3 separate regions of the Sus scrofa genome follow, and regions 1 and 2 are each linked to region 3. A link is a contact called in public Hi-C and promoter capture Hi-C data. All regions are on one chromosome and are shown on one strand. Each heading gives the region's core, a stretch centred on a gene start, on an enhancer-like site or on the middle of the called end of the contact. The rest is flanking DNA. Distances are from core to core; before and after follow the strand shown.

What was found. Promoter capture Hi-C pulls out the DNA fragments that hold promoters and counts their contacts. Hi-C and Micro-C count contacts between places; a contact is called where the count stands out from the background.
Region 1: a contact with region 3 is called in a Hi-C map of embryonic fibroblasts, with 3 times the contacts expected there. The contact joins the promoter of SPZ1 here to the promoter of DHFR in region 3. A contact is called at or near these places in 1 of 5 promoter capture datasets (fetal liver), 12 of 47 Hi-C or Micro-C datasets (alveolar macrophages, embryonic fibroblasts, fetal heart ventricle and 7 more) and 1 of 2 datasets of contacts at active chromatin or transcription factors (alveolar macrophages).
Region 2: a promoter capture Hi-C map of liver shows a contact between it and region 3, with 8 times the contacts expected there. The contact joins the promoter of ZFYVE16 here to the promoter of DHFR in region 3. A contact is called at or near these places in 2 of 5 promoter capture datasets (fetal liver and liver), 8 of 47 Hi-C or Micro-C datasets (alveolar macrophages, embryonic fibroblasts, fibroblasts and 4 more) and 2 of 2 datasets of contacts at active chromatin or transcription factors (alveolar macrophages and skeletal muscle).

The regions. Positions count from the first base shown.
Region 1 is chr2:89,012,743-89,015,964 of Sscrofa11.1, reverse strand. SPZ1 (spermatogenic leucine zipper protein 1) reads right to left here and starts at 1,769. Exons shown (of 1, transcript XM_005661518.3): 1 at 1-1,769. The coding sequence starts at 1,025.
Region 2 is chr2:89,043,021-89,046,274 of Sscrofa11.1, reverse strand. It overlaps ZFYVE16 (zinc finger FYVE domain-containing protein 16), which reads right to left and starts at 1,415. Exons shown (of 18, transcript XM_021084492.1): 1 at 515-1,415.
Region 3 is chr2:89,253,929-89,257,150 of Sscrofa11.1, reverse strand. It overlaps DHFR (dihydrofolate reductase), which reads left to right and starts at 1,671. Exons shown (of 6, transcript NM_001244064.1): 1 at 1,671-1,830; 2 at 2,183-2,232. The coding sequence starts at 1,745. It overlaps MSH3 (DNA mismatch repair protein Msh3), which reads right to left and starts at 1,504. Exons shown (of 25, transcript XM_021084495.1): 1 at 1,277-1,504. The coding sequence starts at 1,483.

The sequences.
Region 1 (3,222 bases), core at 520-3,019, 240 kb after region 3:
GCATCTAGGCTTCTATAGAATTGGTCTCCTTTTTGAAATGTACCTTCCATTCTTTGCATGTTTTGCTTGTATATTTTGACCTTCTCTGCCTCTGATAGCTTCTGTTCTTTCTTGTTTGGCTCACAGTCTATTTGACTTGGCTCCTCTTGTAGAGGTTCCTCTTTCTGATGATGGAGTTCCTTGAGAAGCTCTACTCTCTGCTCTAAGATTTGACATTCATTCTCCAGCAAAGCTGCAATCAAATGCAATGAATATGTGTCTTGTTTCAGTTTCCTCACTTGTTCTTCCAGCTCATGCTTAGCTGACGTCTCACTATCTGGTTGAGTTTGGGACTTAGCTCCATCATTTTCAAGAGTTTTTATGTCTTTCTGAGATTTCTGATAGGATTTGATTAGTTCACTAAGTTCTGTATGTTGCATGCTCCAGTGGTCTGCTTCCTGCAATAACTGCTCCATGCTGTTCTTCAGTTTGATATTTTCTTCTTGAACGTGAGGGAGCTCGTACCTTGCTTTTTCCTTACTTAGGTGAGTTTCACAAAGGCCTCTTTTTTCCTCTGAACAATTTACCAAATCCTTTGCAAAACCTTGCACTGTGTCCTTGGAGTTCTGCTTTTCTGACATCATCTCCTGTTTCTTTGCATTTTCTTTCTCTAGGTCCAAACTACCAAGCAGTTTTTTCAACAGTGTTTCATTTATTTTACCAAGTCCTCTGATTTTTTCTTTAAGTTCTGATACATCCTCAGAGATACTGGTTTCCTCCCAAGATTCTTTTGTTTCTTTGACCTTCTCTTCATAACTTGTCATGTTTTGAACAATATCTTTAATTTCTTTTAAGAGATCATCAAATTTCCTTGCAATTCGTTGTTCAGTTGCTTCATGGTTACTATTTGGGGGGGAAGGTAGAGGACTGCAGGAGACAGGGGGAAGTGATCCAATTTCAAATAAGGCAATGACAACCTTTGGGTCCAAAGACTCTGCTTTGAGATTGGGAGGCTTAAGTGTTTGGGAGGGAGTGGGCACTTCCATCTCAGCTGAGGTAGTTGGGCTGATGACTAGGGCACAAGCAAAGCAGAAAACCTTAGAGATTCCAGAAAGGGAAGGTGGTGGTCCTCTGTGCAAATGGGTAGAAAAAAGTGGAACCAAGCAGACATCAGAGACCACAGTTCAGGTCTGAAACCAGGAAGATGATGTTTAGGTGGAAGGTTACATCTCAGAAAACCTAGGGGGAAGGAGGGAGGGAAAGGAGACCAGGAGCTAGGGCTCCATCTCTCTTCCTCCAGGCTTCTGGGGTTTATTTCTCGACCCCTGGCAACCAGGTCTTTATTCTGTCACTGCACCATTGTGGCCTGTCCCCAGATTCTGTTTCCTTTGGGTCACAATAAAAGCCTCTTAAACGCTCACCTGGTGATTCAAAGTCAACCTAGAGGTACTCTCCACTCCAGAAAGATCTCTGCATCAGTCTTTCCCTCCCTTTTCTAGGTTTCTGTTCATCTCATTCAATGACTTTCTTTTTCATCCTATTCAGTGACTTTCCCCTCATCCTCATCACCCACAATCCATTCTCAACTATGGGATATTTTTCTACCGCCTAAGTGCATGACTAAGAGAAGTCTTTCCTGGTAAGGACTTCTTTCATCCACCTGGAACCCTCTCTCCCCCTTTTCTTTTGCCTTTTTAGGACTGAACCCACAGCATATGGAGGTTGCCAGGCTAGGGGTTGAATTGGAGCTACAGCTACACCACAGCCACAGCAATTCGGGATCTGCGACCTTCACCACAGCTCGTGGCAATGCCGGATCCTGAAGCCACTGAGTGAGGCCAGGGATTGAGCCTGAGTCATCATGGATACTAGTCAGGTTTGTTACCATTGAGCCACGCTGGGAACTCCCTGGAACCCTTCTTGCTCCCGTTTTAGAACTGCTCCTGCAAAAGAAAGTCATTCTTATTAAATAGACCCCAAAAGTGCTGCAACCTTTCTGTGATTTTAGGGAAATAATGTCAGGAATCAGTCTTGAAAAATATTCTGCTGCAATGAGAAGAGACTATCTAAATGGTTTCTTAACAACACAATTACAAACTGAGACTTTTCTTGGCCTAGGAAGTTTGCTCCGAAATTATTTGATTATATCAGGGGATATAACTTTCATTACTTTTCATAAGAACTTGTTTAAAGTAGCCTAGTTTGGGAATTCTCCTGTGGTGCAGCAGGTTAAGGATCTGGCATTGTCACTGCAGTGGCTTGGATTGCTGCCATGACACAGGTCCCATCCCTGGCTTGGGAACTACCACATGCCAAGAATGTAGCCATAAATAAGTAAATAAATGTTTAAAACAAAATAAAATGGCATGATTCACCTAAAGTATTTGAGACAGGTAAATCCTGTAGAGGTTTATAGAGAAGTAACTGAAGAATATCAAAACTAGTGCACTCTTTTCTCTTTGTCTTTAGGAATCAGGACCTTGAGAATATTAAGTTCAATCAAAGGGAACATTCCTTAGGTGAGACTTTGTCTTGGCCTTCAAAATCTTGCTAGCAAGGCACTTCATTAACTAAAAGTTTACAGAGTTCCCTTTGTGGCTCAGTGGTTAACGAACCTGATTAGGATTCATAAAGATGTGTGCTCAATCCCTGGCCTCACTTAGTGGGTTAAGGATCTGGTGTTACTGAGAGCGGTGGTGTAGGTGGCAAGATGAAGCTCAGATCCTGCATTGCTGTGGCTGTGGTGTAGGCCAGCAGCTGTAGCTCCAATTTGACCCCTAGCCTGTGAACTTCCATGTGCTGGGGGTGCGGCCTCAAAAAAAAAAAAAAAAGTTCATATATATATATATATATATATATGAACAAGAAGTTTGCTTCCAATCTTAAGGGGAAATTCATTATCTAGCAGGATTGGGGTTTTTTTTTCCCCTTAGAGAAATTTATGGTTTTTTTTTTTCTTTCACAGCTCCCAGCCAACTCATTTTGACTTTGGTTTCCTTGAGTGTCATCTTGCAGCCATCTGGGCTCAGAGCCAAGGCCTTGTGACCATCCACAGATGCAACAATGTTGGTCTTTTTTTTCACTTGAGGAAGAAACACTTTTCTAACCCACACAATGATACCATAGAGGCTAGCGTTTGCCCTTATGCTTTAAATCCATTTCAAATTGGTCAGCATTTTAATATTTTCCCTTTGACTCAAGCTATTATTTAAGATAGTTTTTAACTCTCCAAGACAAAGAAAT
Region 2 (3,254 bases), core at 166-2,665, 210 kb after region 3:
CTTCTGGTCAAAAACGGTAAGACAATACGATGGTGCGGGGAATGGGCTTTGCGAAACTCGGGCGCCGATGACAGATTCGTCTGCCGGTGCCGAGACCTTTCAGCGCAGGGGCTACCAGCCCCTCCAGCAGACGCAGCCCCTTCTCTAGCCGGGATGGCAGCCCTGGGGGCGCTTCACCCAGCACCAGCCGAGAGCGGGGGTCGCCCTCTCCCCAGCGCCGTGCACTCTGGGAGGCCCAGGTGGGCGGGACCCGGCAAAGAACCGCCGTGATTGCCATCCTGGCCTGGTCCGCACCTCCCGGCTTTAACGAGCGGCAACCTGGTTTGAGTCTTTTTTCCCGGCCAGCCCAGGGGGCTTGGGAAAGGGATGAATCGGGGGCCCAGGCTTGGCCCCTAGAGGGACAGGAGGGCCAGCCCCGGCGCCCAGGGCAGAGAGACCAGCGGCCACCCTGCTTTCTCTGTGAGGGCAGCAGGGGCGAAGAGAGGCCAAGACGCCTGTTGCAGGGGGCACTTACCTCCCCACACCCCGGCGGAGCTCTTTGACGCCTGGACGCGACACCGCGCAGAGGAATGAAGAGCGACGCCGGCCGGGAGTGCAGGGAGCGCGGGACGTCGGCTCAAGGTTTGTTTCCACCACCTTCCCTCACCCGCAACTGGGGAGAACAGATAGCGCAGGCGCAGAGGAAGCTTTCCTTTGACTCACACGCCCCCTCGGTCCGCGTCCGCGGCCTCCCTACTCGCGAGGCGCCTGCGCGCTGCGATGCGGGATCTAAATCCCTGGGCGCTGGGCTGCTTACCGGAAATGCCTGAGGCGGTTCTGGGGTGAGGGGGACGACGGAGGATCTTCTGTAGTCCTCGACTCGGTTTCCCACTAGAGGCCCCGGGGCAGGGATCCCGAAGCGACCAGTGTCGGTGGCCTGCTTCCTGTGCCCTTCGCTGACCTAGACACAGCTTCCCCGCCCCCAGCCTCCGCGTTCACAGGGCTGGCGCAGAGCTCGGGCAGCTCGGGCCTGTACCGGACACACCCGGCCTGTTCTCCGCGCTGCTGTCCTCCCGGAAAACCTTTTTTTTTTTTTTTTTTTTTTTTGCTTCATACTGGTTTTGCAACCAGCTCCCCCTCCGCCCCGGCAGCAAAAAAATGCTCCTAACCCACTGCAGTGCCTCAGGCCCTCCAGCTGATTGGCCATTCCCAAGGGCTCAGTCTTTCCTTCTGGTTGTTTTAGTTCTGCTTTTCTGGCAGTGGTCGGAGAACAGCTGCCTTCCTGTCTGAAAACAAAAGCTAATTAATCTGGAGAAGCAAATGTCAATCATGTGATGCATATTTGTGCTTGTGTTTTACTATTTTCACCAGAAGTTTCCTATAAATTTAAATGGAAGAAGAGACGTCTGTCTGGGGCCAGGGTGTCATTACAGACTGGGGAAAAGAATCCACCACTTACCGAAAGATTTTAACCAGCTCAGAATTCATACTGGTCTTTAAAAATGTCAGAGTTGTAGTATCTCAAGAGTATCGCAGTCAGATGTAATTTGAATCAGTGTTCAAATCCCAAATCTTGAACTTGGACAAATATAATTTGTGATCTTTCAAAGATATTTTATCTTGATTTTCCTCAGCGCTGAAATAGTGTGGTTTTGCTTCAGTGGTGAAACTTCTTTTGATTGATTAAAATAATTTATTGAGCATCTGCTATGTGACAGTGTGTTAGATGCTTTGCTTAGGTTATCTCGTTTATGTTTAGCTTAGCTTGTTTAATCCTAAAAATAATTACACAAAGCCCAGTATGCATTGTCTCTACTGTGCCCAGTGTTGCTCCCAGATAAATGAAATGGGGTCACTACCCTTGAAGAAACACAGCAGAGATGCCTGTGTACAAGTGCATATTTGAGGTAAAAATATTCTGTTGCACAGTGTAAGGACAAAGACTAGAAATAGAAAGTAATAAGGCCTTAAACAGATAAGTGGGAAAAGTATATGTACGAATGGTCAGTTCACAAATTAAGAAATTTAAATGCCTACTGCATATTTTATTAATGTTAAAACTCATTAATAATGAAAAGAAGACAAAAGAGACATTATTTCCCTTGGATCTAATTGGCCAGGTTGTTTATATTCTGAAGAAACTCCATTGGTGGGGATAGAGTGAAATGAGGACTCCTATCTTCTTGGGGATGTAACTTAGAACAAAATTTGGAAAGTTACTTGTCAAATCGGATAAAGAAATGTTCACATGACCTAATTCAGTAACTTCTCTTTTGGAAATTATAAGGAGCTATTTCAGAATACAAAGATTTAGGAGTTCCTGCTGTGGTGCAGGGGTAAAGATCGTGCATCGTCTCTGCAGTGGTTCAGTGGCTGCTGAGGCATAGGTTCAACCTCTGGCCCAGAAACTTCCATATGCCACAGGTGCAGCCAAAAACAGTAAACAAGTGGAGTTCCCATCGTGGCACAGTGGAAACGAATCCAACTAGGAACCATGAGGTTGCAGGTTCAATCCTTGGCCTCGCTCAGTGGGTTTCCTTGGCCTCCCTCAGTAGGTTAAGGATCTGGCATTGCCATCTGTGGTGTAGGTCGTAGATGCGGCTCAGATCTGGCGTGACTCTGGTGTAGGCCAGCAGCTGTAGCTCTGATTAGACCCCTAGCGGGGGAACCTCCATATGCCACGGGTGCGGCCCTAAAAAAATGGCCAAAAAGGCAAAAAAAATAAAAATAAAAATAAAAAAACAAGGATTTAGATGAGTAAGAAAATAAACAAGTTATGGAAAACTCAAATACCTTTCACATGTAAATGCAGTTGTACTTTGTATCACATTTATTTGTTTATGGGAGTTTCCGCTATACATTGCTTTGTGCTGGGAGATGTAAGGACTACACAGATAATTTATTATTTTTGCCCATAAGAAGTTCACAATCGACTATGTCATTATCTCTTATTAAGATAAATAATTGAGAGATTGCTGTGATATAAGAAAATTACAAGACCTTCGTATAGATTCTTGGTCAGTTAAGTTTTCTGAGATTTCCTTTGTCTATTGAACTGAAGAAGAAATCTACACACAAAATGCAATATCAGATCAAATATTAAGGAAAAAGAGTCTCTGGCAAAATTTGAGTAATAATTACTAAAACATTCCACAAATCATCTTTCACCTAAAGATCCTAGTTTATAACTAAATGTTTTCTAGACTTGAGAAAATTATCCTAGTTATAGAATATTTGGCTGAGGTATTCTTTATGCCACCTAGTCATTACTTGGA
Region 3 (3,222 bases), core at 422-2,921:
CTTACATATATTAGGTAAAATACCTTTAAGAAGAAAACTAAAATTTAGAAAAAATGAATCTAGATAATGAAAGAACAGTATCATTTTGGAATGTTGATAATTTCACAGTTTTATGTTCAGACTTGGCTGACATTCACCACTGAGGATGCCACAAGATTATGGACTATATGCTGGTAGAAATCCTGCCAAAGACTTAAGTCCCTCACCAAACAGCCTCTAGATGGGAGGCATAAAATAAATTCTTGGTGAATTCATGAAAACGTAGACTATGGTCAAAAAAACAAGGACAGGAGAGGGGCAATCACTCTCCTGAAGAAAAATAAAGGGAACAAGACTTTGAAGCAGCCAAACCATCACGGTCTTAAAACTGGGAGGGTGCCTAAAAGCCAATCTGCAATCCCCTTCAACATTCAGTTTAAGAAATGCTGTACCAGGGAGCCCCAGGGAGGGTTCACCCTTAGGCCTTCCCCCTGTGGCAGTGTCCCTGGTTTAACAAGAAAAAAAAAATCGTTGCTGTGGCTGTGGCGTAGGCCAGTGGCTACAGCTCCAATTAGACCCCTAGCCTGAGAACCTCCATACGCCGAGGGAGCGGCCCTAGAAATGGCAAAAAGACAAAAAAAAAAAACAGAAACCTACTTATTTTACTCAGTGGAAGGGTGGCGAGCAACAGGAAGAATCCAACGACTAACCATCACACCTGCGCCATATTAAGAAACTTTATCCACCCAAACTGTTTTATCAGACTTTATCATCTGAACTACAAGGAGTGCAGTCACGGGGGAAATGCACAATATGACTTTTACTGGTAATCGCTTGAAACATTGAGCAAACCTGTTGCAGCCTTAAAAACTAAAGATTTAAGGGCAGTTTTCTTCTAGTCACCTAACGACATACAAATGTGATAAAGTTCCTGTTCAACCCTCGACCTAGAAAAGGGGGGGGGGGACGGAAATTAAAAGACATAGTCTTCTGCCCCTACTCTCATCAGAATGGGAGTCAGGAAACCTGAGTTTCTGTCTCGTGTAATCTTAGCCTCAAGTCTATTGCCCCAAGCGTAACATCACCCTAAAATCTTTGAACTGCGCCTAGGATGAAGGAGGACCCGTCTTTTCCCTCCTCGTCTTTCCCGAGCCCCGCCCCTTCTCATCTGGCCCAGTCATCTCGCCAATTCTCGCGCACGGTCCCCGCCTCCTCCCGCTCCACCTACAAGCACCCCCATCTGGTCCCCCCGCCCCTCGCTTCCCTCCGGCCCCGCCCCACCCCGGACCGAACCCACCACGTGTGACGGCAACTGAGGCGGGAGAGTGGCCGCTAGGGGTGCTGCGGAGTCAGAGTCAGGGGTCACCGTCTCGGCTGCACCCGTAGGGGCGGAGGTGGATTTCAGGCTTCCCGTAGACTGGAAGAATCTGCTCAAAACTGCTTGTCTTGCAGGGGCTGAGCTGGCAGCTGCAGCGCCGCCAGAGGTCGGCTTCCGGCGCGACATCGTAGGTCAGGGAGTGTCAGCCGGGGGGCAGGCCCAGGCCGAGCTAGGAGCGCGAGCCCGCGGCCGCAGTTCCCGGGTGTCTGCGGGCGCGAGCACGTCGCGACCCTGCGGTGCGCCGGGATAGGGGGCGTGGTGAGGGCGGGGTCTCTCCTGCACAAATAGGAGTGGGGGGGGCGGGGTGAGCGAAATTTCGCGCCAAGCTTTGGGGGAATCCCGGTGTTGGTGTAGCCAGTTGTCTCGAAAGTGTTTACAGCCGCCGACATGGTTCGTCCGCTAAACTGCATCGTTGCTGTGTCCCAGAACATGGGCATTGGCAAGAACGGGGACCTGCCCTGGCCCCCGCTCAGGTACCTGCGGGGCTGGGGGTGGATCGAGCGTGTGGGATCGGAACTGGCGCTGGCAGATTGGGGCAACTGGGCCCCGCCAGGCCCGGCCGACTCTCGGAGAAGATGGGGGGTTTCGTGACCTGCGCTGGCAGGAAGTAGATTTGGGCTTCCTAACGCGTCAAGAGCCTGGCGGCAAGTTATTAATTTCGGTCTCGCTCCTGCTGTCCCGAAAGGCCTTTTCCCTTGCGTCCTACCCCTGAGCAAAGTCCGAGTCCTGGAGATTCTCCCCAGCGCACCGTTTGTCAGTGCGTTAGAGCTTAAGCCCAAGGAATCACGTTCGGAGTAACTCTATATATGTTTCTCTAACTTGTAGGAACGAATACAAATATTTCCAAAGAATGACCACAACCTCTTCAGTAGAAGGTAATGTGAGATTTTTTAAGGATTCAAGTTCGCGAAGGGTCTTGCCTGAGGAAGCTTACCGGTGCAAATGTTACTTAAGTGAAAAGTTTTTCATGTTAGTCTGGGACCTTTTGCCCTATCATAAATGGTGTATGCAGTTCCCAGGAGTCATCAAACGTTTCACTGTTTGGAAGAAATTTCTTTGAAATTTTTTGTGAGCGCACATACAATTGAGGTATTGGGCAGAATAGGCAGTTAGGTAGAAGCGTCTCTGGAGGTTAGCGCTTGCAAAGGAGATTAAAAGAGGCCTTTGAAATAGCTGCTGGAAGAGATGATAGTGTCTGAATGGCAAAAGGGTAAAAGTCAAAAAAGTGGTTACAAGATTCTCGGTTTGGTGATCAAAAAATTAAAGGAAGGCATCAAGGATGAACTCTCAGAAGGTCTAAGTAACATGGAGAATAAAGGAGTGGCGAATAGTCTGGAGCTGTAATGATAACAGTTTTTGAAGTGCTTGTAGGATACCCAGGATAATTTCAGGCACAGGAACTAGATGAACTGAGTCACTGGAGAGAAGAGGATAACCAAGGAAAAGAATGTAGACATGAGGGAGAGGACCGATTAAAACCCAAGTGAGGGAGTTCCAGTTGTGACGCAGTGAAAACGAATCTGACTAGTATTCATGAGGAAGCACGTTCGATCCCTGGCCTCACTCAGTGGGTTAAGGATCTGGTGTTGCCATGAGCTGTGGTGTAGGTCACAGACGTGGCTCGGATCCTGAGTGGCTGTGGCTGTGGCTGGCAGCTGTATCTCTGATTTGATTCCTAGCCTGGGAACTTCCATATGCTGGGGGTGCGGCCCTACAAAACAAAAATAAATAAATAAATAAATAAATAAAACCCAAGTGAAGTGAGTCAGAAAGAGAGAGACAAATGCCATAAGATATTACTTTTATCTGGAATTTAATACACGGCACAAATGAGCCCTTCTACAGAAAAGAAACAAACTCATGGA